Linked DNA regions of Mus musculus: region 2 is linked to region 1. A link is a contact called in public Hi-C data. All regions are on one chromosome and are shown on one strand. The core of a region is the stretch at or near the end of the contact, and the rest is flanking DNA. Distances in the headings are between cores, read along the strand shown.

Evidence for each region. Hi-C and Micro-C count contacts between places; a contact is called where the count stands out from the background.
Region 2: a contact with region 1 is called in a Hi-C map of liver, with 3 times the contacts expected there. The contact joins two enhancer-like sites. A contact is called at or near these places in 2 of 39 promoter capture datasets (the 3T3-L1 cell line and cranial neural crest), 1 of 15 datasets of contacts at CTCF or cohesin (the NIH/3T3 cell line), 11 of 484 Hi-C or Micro-C datasets (Sertoli cells, adipose-derived mesenchymal stem cells, cardiomyocytes and 6 more), 5 of 115 datasets of contacts at active chromatin or transcription factors (bone marrow-derived macrophages, differentiating embryonic stem cells, forebrain and 2 more) and 1 of 9 other capture datasets (adipose tissue).

What each region holds. Positions count from the first base shown.
Region 1 is chr5:92,495,913-92,500,525 of GRCm38.p6, forward strand. The region is part of intron 1 of Scarb2 (scavenger receptor class B, member 2); the gene reads right to left. Among named protein-coding and RNA genes, the nearest start is that of Scarb2, 7.4 kb to the right of the region's middle. Within about 2 kb of position 2,524, at least 160 of the 459 cell types and tissues checked have an H3K27ac peak or open chromatin away from gene starts, as enhancers often do. A contact at or near this core is called in adipose tissue and liver, where this site is marked.
Region 2 is chr5:92,713,859-92,718,471 of GRCm38.p6, forward strand. The region is part of intron 1 of Shroom3 (shroom family member 3); the gene reads left to right. Among named protein-coding and RNA genes, the nearest start is that of Shroom3, 33 kb to the left of the region's middle. Within about 2 kb of position 2,238, at least 17 of the 459 cell types and tissues checked have an H3K27ac peak or open chromatin away from gene starts, as enhancers often do. A contact at or near this core is called in adipose tissue and liver, where this site is marked.

The DNA of each region.
Region 1 (4,613 bases), core at 1,274-3,773:
CAGGTGCTGAATCTGGCAGGGCCTTGACTCTCCCAACCCTCAGAACTGTGAGAAATGTAATCTGTTGTTCAGAAGCCTGGTGGTGTAAGAAAGCAGCTCAAGTGGGCTAACAGAGCAGGGCTGGCCCCGGGCTGGCCCCGGGCCTGCGCTGTTGGCTGCTGCTACCCAGGACTCAGTGGGGCTCACAGTGCCCAGCACAGACATGTAACAGAAATGTTTGTTTGTTGTGCATGCACATGATGAGGCAGGGGGCATGTGCTAGGACATGCCTGTGGAGGTCAAAGGACAACTTTACAGAGTTGATTCTCGTCTCCTACCATCCCATGGTTCGGGGTGTTGAAACTGGATCAACCAGCTTGCACAACAAACACCTTGACCCTCTCAGCAATCTCTTTGGCCCAAGTTTCTAGATTTTAAAGGGATAAACCCTTCCAGGGGTAAGTATGTGACGACTTGTCCTACAGGGTGAGAGCCAATGGAAAGCCACACAGGAAGCAAACAAACTCTTCCAAAGACAGAATTTGAACCCATCGAACCTTCCATCCATGCAAAGGCGTTTACTGAACATCTTGTTCATCCCTTCCTTCCTCTTTTCTTTCCCTCCCTCCTCTTCCCTCTTTTTTTATGGTGCTAGAGACTAAATCTAGGGTCTCACGAGTGCTAGGTAAGTGAGTGCCTTTCCACTGAGCTATACCCTGGCTCCTCACCGTTTTGTTTTGTATAAGTCATTGAGTTTGGCAATAGGAGATGAAACAAAACTAAGTATGACAGGATTCTTACCTTTTAAAAGAGACTTGCAAGCTAGCTTAGAATACTAAATTGTGTGCTACAGATTGAAAGCTCTGTGGGGCCGAGGCCAGAGAAGGGCATCCCCGAGTTATGAAGAGACCAATGTTCTCCTCAAGTTATGGAAGAACACATTAAAAAACAAGAGATTCCCAGAGCCTGAATCTTCAATAGCTCCAAACTTGGGGCTTTTGGTTGGTTTGGCTCTTTTTTATTTTTATTTATTTATTTATTTGCTATTGAGACAGAGCACCATTTTGTCCAGGCTAGCCTGCAACTTACTCTGCAGCACATGCTGGCCTCAATTCTCCTGCCTAAGCTTTCCAAGTCCTGGGATTACAAGGCATTCATCAGCCATCCATCCATCCATCACAAAACTCTGTCTCGACACTGAACTCAGGGCACACAAGAAAGACACAGCACACTAAACAAACTCTGGCTGCTTTGAAAATATTACTAATATGGTTTCCAAATAGGTCTTACAGAAAAAAAAACATAGATATAGATTATAATTGTTATAACTATACATTGTACATGTCACAATAAGAAAAGAGGGCTGGAGAATTGGCTCAGCGGTTAAGAGCACTGACTGCTCTTCCAAAGGTCCTGAGCTCAAATCCCAGCAACCACATGGTGGCTCACAACCATCTGTAATGAGATCTGATGCCCTCTTCTGGTGTGTCTGAAGACAGCTACAGTGTACTTACATATAATAAATAAATCTTTAAAAAAAAGATACACGTGTTGTATATAATATATTATTATAACATGTATAATGTAATTAATGTTAATAGTCTATGTAAATAATCTTAGAAAGTCAGCATTATTAATTTAATTAAAACTGGATGAACATGGTCTCTGGACCCCTAGAAGTCCCTGAGGCCCTCTCAGGCACGCCACAAAATCAAAAGTAATTTTAGTAACAATAGTCATACATCATTTCTGCCTTTTTCTCTGGCTTTGTGACTACAAAGTAAAGTTTACCTGACCTATGAAGATGTCCTTGCTCTGCTTAAGTACGGATGTGTTGGTGTATTCTCTCAAATTGTTAAAATGTTATTTATTTCTTGCATGTGAATATATATACACACAATACATATATTATTTAATAGATTAACATATTAATTATATCATATACATATATAGTGTATATATGTAAATAGTATAAGATATAATTAATATGTTTATATATATATATAAAATGTGTATGTGTGTGTGTGTATACATGAGTATGGGCTAATACATGCCTCAGGTGACAGTCCTTGCCTTCTATCTAGTTTGAGACAGGGTCTCTTTGTTGTTTGTTTCCAAACTGCCCGGGCCCAGCTATCTGGCTGTTGAGTCTCCATGGATTCCCCTGTGCCCACCCCTCACCTTGCTGGAGGAACACTGGGATTACAGATCCCATCAGGCATTGCACTACCATGTCTAGCTTTTACCTCAGTTCTGGGGATTTGAACTGGGGTCGACATACTCATCTCCAGCTTTGGTTTTAATTCTCCTGCTGTAAGCATCAGGATGTACAGTTCAGAGAAACAAAAGCACACAAGTCCTTAACAGCTTCAAGAGTAGAAAGAGGCCAGCAGAAGTTTGAATTTGATTACAGTTTTCCAAGGACAGGGAATTCTCCGCCCTGGCCCCCACCCGTCTTGTTTACATATGTGTAGCTCTCTGCCTAGCATGCACTCTGCCTCACAAGCAGTACACATTCCTGTAACACTCACTAAACAATGGAGGACAAAGTGTATCCTGAAAGCACTTTTGGAAAAAGAAAGCAAACTGCTGGGTGTGGCCAGCGCTTGAGACTAGGTGGCAGGAAGATCAGGTAAGGTGTGAGGTCAGCCTCCTCCCCTACTCTGAGAGTTTAAGGTCAGCTGGTTTACAGGAGACTCTGTCTCAAAAATAAAATAAAATAAAATAAAATAAAATAAAATAAAAGAGTATGTGAAGAGTTAGAACCCAGGGCAGAGTTTATTTTCCTTTGGTTGCTTCTGACTGGTTACTAGCTTTGATTAAAAGCAGCCCCTCTCTTAGTCCTGCAGATGTGTGATGGATCTGATAATAAGGGTCATGCGTGTCTACTCTCTTGGCCGGCAGTGCATTTTTTCAATAATGAGCTTACTCCCTCAGGCTGACTCTTCTCTGCGAAGCAAGCAGATGTCTGGCAGACCAGATGGCCCTTTGGCTGTGGCCTGACAGAAGGAAATGTTGCATTTTACTGAACAGTAAATCAAGTGGCTGCCAAGAACCTTCCTACGCCTCTATCTCTGTCTTTTCCTGTAAATGTGCCGGATAATGGCAGTATTAGTAATAATGTCCTCAGCCAGAACTCCCATCCCAAGGAATGAAGATGGGCTGAAACCATCACCACCCCCAGCTCCTTAGCCTGGTACTACTGTTCCTAATGAGTCTGGCATCGCTACGCCTCCACAATAGATGCTGTATTCCCCTAGAGCAGTAGTTCTCAACCTGTGGGTCTCAACCCCTTTGGGGGTCACGTATCAGATAGCCTACATATCAGATATTTACATTATGATTCAGAACAGTAGCAAAATTACATAAGTAGCAACAAAAATAACTGTATGGTCTGGGATCACCACAATCTGAGGAAGGTGGAGCATTAGGAAGGTTGAGAACCACTGCCCCAGAGTCTGGGGACAATACTGACAACTCCTGGTCTATTCCACTGTCATAACTGGTAGCTGTGAGGACACTTTCTGTCAGCTCAGACTGACAAGGTTGAAGGAAGCATATAGGAGTGTCATGTGACAAGATCATGTTTTGAATAGACTGAAGAAAAGGCTGCTGAGGAGTCAAGAATCCTTTAAGGAACTTACTCACAGGCCTGTTTATAACTCTCGAGTCCTACCTGGGTGGAGAGCCAACCACACCACGGTTTATCAACTTGCAAAGGAGAAACTAAGAAGCCAGCATTTCCTGAGGACAACAGCTGGAGCCACACAGTGGTGGGGAAGCCCCAGGGCAGTAAACAGCCAGGGTTAGATGTGTAAGCGAAGGAAGCTGGGTTCCTGCTGACTATCCAGTTTGTATTATACTCTCAAGAGGCCTGAGAGGGCCATTTCTAACTCAAGAGCTTCCCCTTCCAGCTTTAAAGGAAGGAAGGAAGGAAGGAAGGAAGGAAGGAAGGAAGGAAGGAAGGAAGGAAGGAAGGAGAAAAGAAAGAAAAGAAAAGAAAAGAAAAGAAAAGAAAAGAAAAGAAAAGAAGTCCTCTTGCATGAAGGGGGTCTGTGCTCCTTAAAGACTGGGCCCCCTCCCATGCTAAGACATTAAAGACAATAGAATTATGGGGAGACCATGTGGCACGGGGTCAGGTGAGAGGTGGCCACAGTATTCATTATCCACACCAACAGTCTTCTGGATGGAGAGGCTGCTCACCCTTATACTAGCAAGCACACACACATACAATCGGGCAGGGCAAGGCAATCCTGGGAACTGAGATGGCATCAGCCATAAGGTGGGAAAACAGGTTCAGTATCAGGTGACCAAGCTCGCAAGCCTACTGCTCCCCTGGCCTTTCCATAAGCCACTTAGCATCCTGAGTCTGTTTCCTGAAAGTAGAATAACAAATAAGGTGATTTCTAACGTTTGGGGGAGGGGGGTGTTGTTTTGTTTTGTTTTAATCAAAAACCTTAGATGAAGAGTCTAAGTCTTCTTGGCTTTTGGCAGACACTCTGTCTTGTTTACTGTTGTAGTTGTAGCTCTAAACAGTCATGATCTCTCTCCTCCTTCCTGATCCGAAGGATTAAACATAGGACATTTACCACGGGCGATGAAGCATTCTACTACTGAGTCATAGCAGCATAGCC
Region 2 (4,613 bases), core at 988-3,487, 220 kb after region 1:
TGTACATATGCATGTATGTGTGCCTGTTATGTGTGACTAAGCCAACGTTGATGTCATGAGTCTTCTCTATCTCTCCCCTCCTTTGTTGTGAGACCTGATCTCTCTCAGAACAAGAGTTCACCAACCTGTCTAGACTGACTGGCCAGCTAGCTCCAGTGATTCTCCTGTTTCTGCCTTCCCAACGCTAGGATTACAAGCCCACACAACCCTGACTAGATGTCTACTTGGATGATGGGAATCCAAACTCACTTCCTCATGTTTTCATGAGAAACATTTTATTGACCTAGTCACCTTATCCCCCCCCCCAAAATTATTGTTCATAGACACTTAGCCATGTGCATTCTGTTTTGTCATATTAAAAAAAATGTTGATTTAGTATATAGCCAGGGATGAGGGGGCAGGAGGGAAGGGCACAGGCCACAAGGACACACCTTTTCCTCTTCTCTTAGGTGGCAAAAAAGCAAAACAAACAAAATGCTTTTGCTTCGTTTTCTGTTTGGAAGCAGGATCTCACTCACTATTGTAGCCCTGGAACTCACTATGAAAAGCAGACTGGCCTCAAACTCACAGCAATCTACCTACCTCTGGCTCCCAAGGGTTTCGAGTAAAGGTGATAACTACTATGCCCAGCTTCCAAAAATACTTTTTGTTTTTGTTTTTGGAGACAAAGTATGCCTATACAGCCTAGCTGGCCTGGAACTCACTGTGAAGAGCAAGCTGGCCTGAAACTCACAGAAAGATACCTGCCTGTTGCCTCCGAAGGACTGGGGTTAAAGGCGTGCACCACCACATTCAGCCACTAAGCACTTAAGAAAGCCATTCCATTATGTGTTGCCAGGGCATTGAAACTGACAGGTTATTATTATTATTATTATTATTATTATTATTATTATTATTATATATTTTCTTCATTTACATTTCAAATGCTATCCCGAAAGTCTGCTATACTCTTCCTCCACCCTGTTCCCCAATCCACCCACTCCCACCTCCTGGCTCTGGCATTCCCCTGTACTGGGGCATATAATATTCTCAAGACCAAGGGCCTCTCCTCTGACTAGGCCATCTTTGAAACTGACAGATTTTATGCAGATCCCAGATCACCTTGATCCAAGTCTCTATTTTCTCTTTTAGATATTAGTTTTGGAAAGATACTAGAGAGAAGTCATTACAATTATCTACTGAAGGGCCTGAGAGATGACTCAGCAGTTAAGAGCACTGACTGCACTTCCAGAGGTCCTGAGCTCCATTCCCAGCAACCACATGGTGACTCAGAATCATCTACTAAAGTTTCCAAAATACTAAACTTTATTTTAAAGAAAAGGATAACGATGATGGAAGAGACAGCCCGATGCTTTCCTGTGTATTAGGTACCATTGTTAGTAAATATGGATTTTTAGACAAAAGTCAAACATTATTAGTAAATACAGACTTTTAAACAGAAGTCAGACAAGTTGTTTGCTGCTAGGTGAGAGCCCTGTTGGGGTTCAGTATTGCGATGTCCTTCTCAAAGGATGAGGAGGCTCCTTAGCAAAAGACTCGTCCCCATCGCCCTACAAAGCAGGCCCAGTTCCTCTCTCCGAGCCGTGCTGTTTGGTTCTTTGCCCTTGAGTCCTCCCACCTTCCCTGAAATCTTTGGCGTCTGCTGGCACGAAGGCCCAGCCTGCATTGTGCAGCTTTTGAATTGCAGCGAAAGTGCTGCTCTGAACGGCTGAATGGCTGGTGATTGAGAAGGAATTGATTGCTGGACTTCAAAACCAAGACTCGGGAGGTACAGTGCACGTTAGATCTCCTAAACCCCAACTTTCATTACTAAGTTTTCTTTTTGATGGGTTTATTCAGTTGGCTTTGGTTTGTAGTTTTTCTTTTTTTGAGACAGGGGTTCACACAAGCTGCTTCAGCCTGTCCTGGACCTCAGCAGGTCGCCCAGACTACTCTTGAACTCATAGCAATCCTCCTGTCTCAGCTCCTTGAGTGCTGAGATTCCAGCTGAGAGCATCACACTTTCCTCTCCACTAGATTCTTTTTTAAGTTTTCAAAGTTAGTTTGAATGAAGTAGCAACTTCACCAAAGGTCTCCTGAGGCTGTGTGCATTGCATATGAAGTTTGTGATGGAATTCCTGTGAAAGAGAAAGAGGAGAGCAGGAAAACATGCCTGAGGCTGGAGATGTGGGTTCAGAGGTTAACAGCACTGGCTGCTCTTCCACAGGGCTGAAGTTTTGTTTGCCTGTCTGGGGCAGCGCCCCATGAACTGTAGCTCTTGCTCAAGGGGCTCTGATGCCCTCCTCAGGCTTCTGTAGGCACCTGTACACACATGCATTGGCATACCCTGATGCATTGGGACACATACACACACATGCGAGGAGAGAGAGAGAGAGAGAGAGAGAGAGAGAGAGAGAGAGAGAGAGAGAGAGAGAGGAAGAAGGAGAAGGAGAAGAAGAAGAAGAAGAAGAAGAAGAAGAAGAAGAAGAAGAAGAAGAAGAAGAAGAAGAAGAGAAGGAGGAGGAGGAGGAGGGAGGGGAGGGGGAACGGGAGGAGGAGAAGAGAAGAAAAAGGGAAGGGAAGGGGGGAAGGGAAGGGAAGGGGAAAGGGAGAAGGGAAGGGAAGGGAGAAGGGAAAAGGGAAGGGGGAAGGGAAGGGAAGAGAAAATGGGGAAGAAGGGGGAAGGGGAGAAGAAGTGGGAAGGGGGAAATGGGAAGGGAAAGGGGAAAGAAGGGGAAAGGGAAAGGGAAAGGGAAAGGGAAAGGGAAAGCAGGTATTAGTAGAAACTGTAGTCCTGATTCTGGATATATAATTGCCTTTTGGGGGAAATGGGGAAACAGCATAATCTTTCAAAGCTTTTGTGTTTGTCAATGGAAGTGACTGAATCGTGTGAAAGATCCTATGCACACAAACTTAAAAGATTCCTAAAGAAGATAGAGACTCCCACATCCTGTGTGGCACTGGCTTGGGCAGGTCTTCCCTACAGTTCTCCTTGAGAGAATGCAGCTCCACATAGAACATGGGGGGTAAACCCTTTGCAGGCACAATGGTGCTTTGCTGAGATTCTTGTAGAAGACAGGGTACTCAGTTCAGTTAGTGTTCCAGACTAAAAGTGTTTTATTTTTAAGTTTTATATTTGTATATATTAATTATGCATAATGGGTTGTGACATTTTCATGCATGTATATAATGTAATTTGCTCATATTTACCCCCATTACTTCTCTTGTGTCCCCCGATTCCTACTGATTCCCTTTTGCCAACTAGTCCCCCTTCTGTGTTCATTTCTCTTCCTTCCTTCCTTCCTTCCTTCCTTCCTTCCTTCCTTCCTTCCTTCCTTCCTTCCGTGTGTGTGTGTGTGACCCAGTGATTTTTTTCATTAGGATTGCTTACAGGAGTACTGATGAGGGGTTATTGACAGGATCATGGGCACCTTACTAGTGGCTACACCACAAAACAACCATCTCCCCATCACTCAGCAACCATTAATTGCCCCACGAGCACCTCCTCCATCTGTAATAGATTATTGATAGTCTAGTCTTAATGCAGATCTGGTGTGTGTAATCGTAGCTACTGTGAATTCAAGATTGCAGTGGCCACATCATGCCCAGAAGACAGCATCCAATGAGATTCCACCCTTTCTTCTGGCTTTAGAATGCTTTCCACCTTCCTTCTTCAGCATTGTTCCCTGAGCCTTGGAGGGATACAGCTGGATCTCATGGAGGCATTTCCTCCACTGAGGCTCTTCTTCTCTAATGACAAAGAATCAGCCAGTTCCACTCTCTTTTACCCGCCTCTTTTTTTCACTCTTGGCTTTAACATAAAGGGAAAATTTTATATTTTACGGTTCTGTCTTGGCTTTGTTTTTGTTGGGTTTGTTGTTTGTTATTGTTTTCTATTTTAATTTTTGGTCCTGTTCTGGAATTGGCAGCAAACAGGTTGGCCCTTCTTCACTGTTTTCCCTCTTTATTACTGCTCCTTCTCTGACTGGACTGACCTCTGTCCCCGTGTGCCTTGCATCCATTTCCTGCTCTGTGGACAGTTTCTCAACAGGAAAGTGATTGCCATATTTCTCCAGTTCCTTCCTAGCTTTCTGGGCCTTTTCAGATTTGATTTCAGCTCATCACTCTATAGTTTCATAGCACTTGTCCCTGGAGACCATCTCTATAGGAGGAGAAAGCATGAGTCTCCTCTACTGATGCAGGAGGGGCTAGCCCTGGGATTTCACTCCAGTTTGCCGGTTGCCTGTGGTGCTCCAGGGGTGGGAATCAGTGCTGTGTGCTGCTGAGTTTGTTCCTGTTTGTCAAACAAGATCACTTAGCACCTCCAGGTTGGGCAACTGTGCTTTCCTATGAACTAGAGGGAGCTGCTAAATGCAAGACATGGAGGTCATCTCTCCCAGATGGTGAACATCTGAGGGCACTACCAGGCCTTTAGACTAAAAGCATTGTCAAGAGGAAGAAAGAGGCCCTGTCAGAACATGCTGTTGGTGACACTCAAGTCCCTTTGGATGTCACTCAGGGAGGTGCCTGGTGCCCAAGTACCTTTCCCTCAAGCCTGGCTTCTTGATTATTCAATGGAAGGAAAGTAGCAGGAGGGGCTATTTGTGGGGCCTCTCAGTTGCACACTGGTTCTT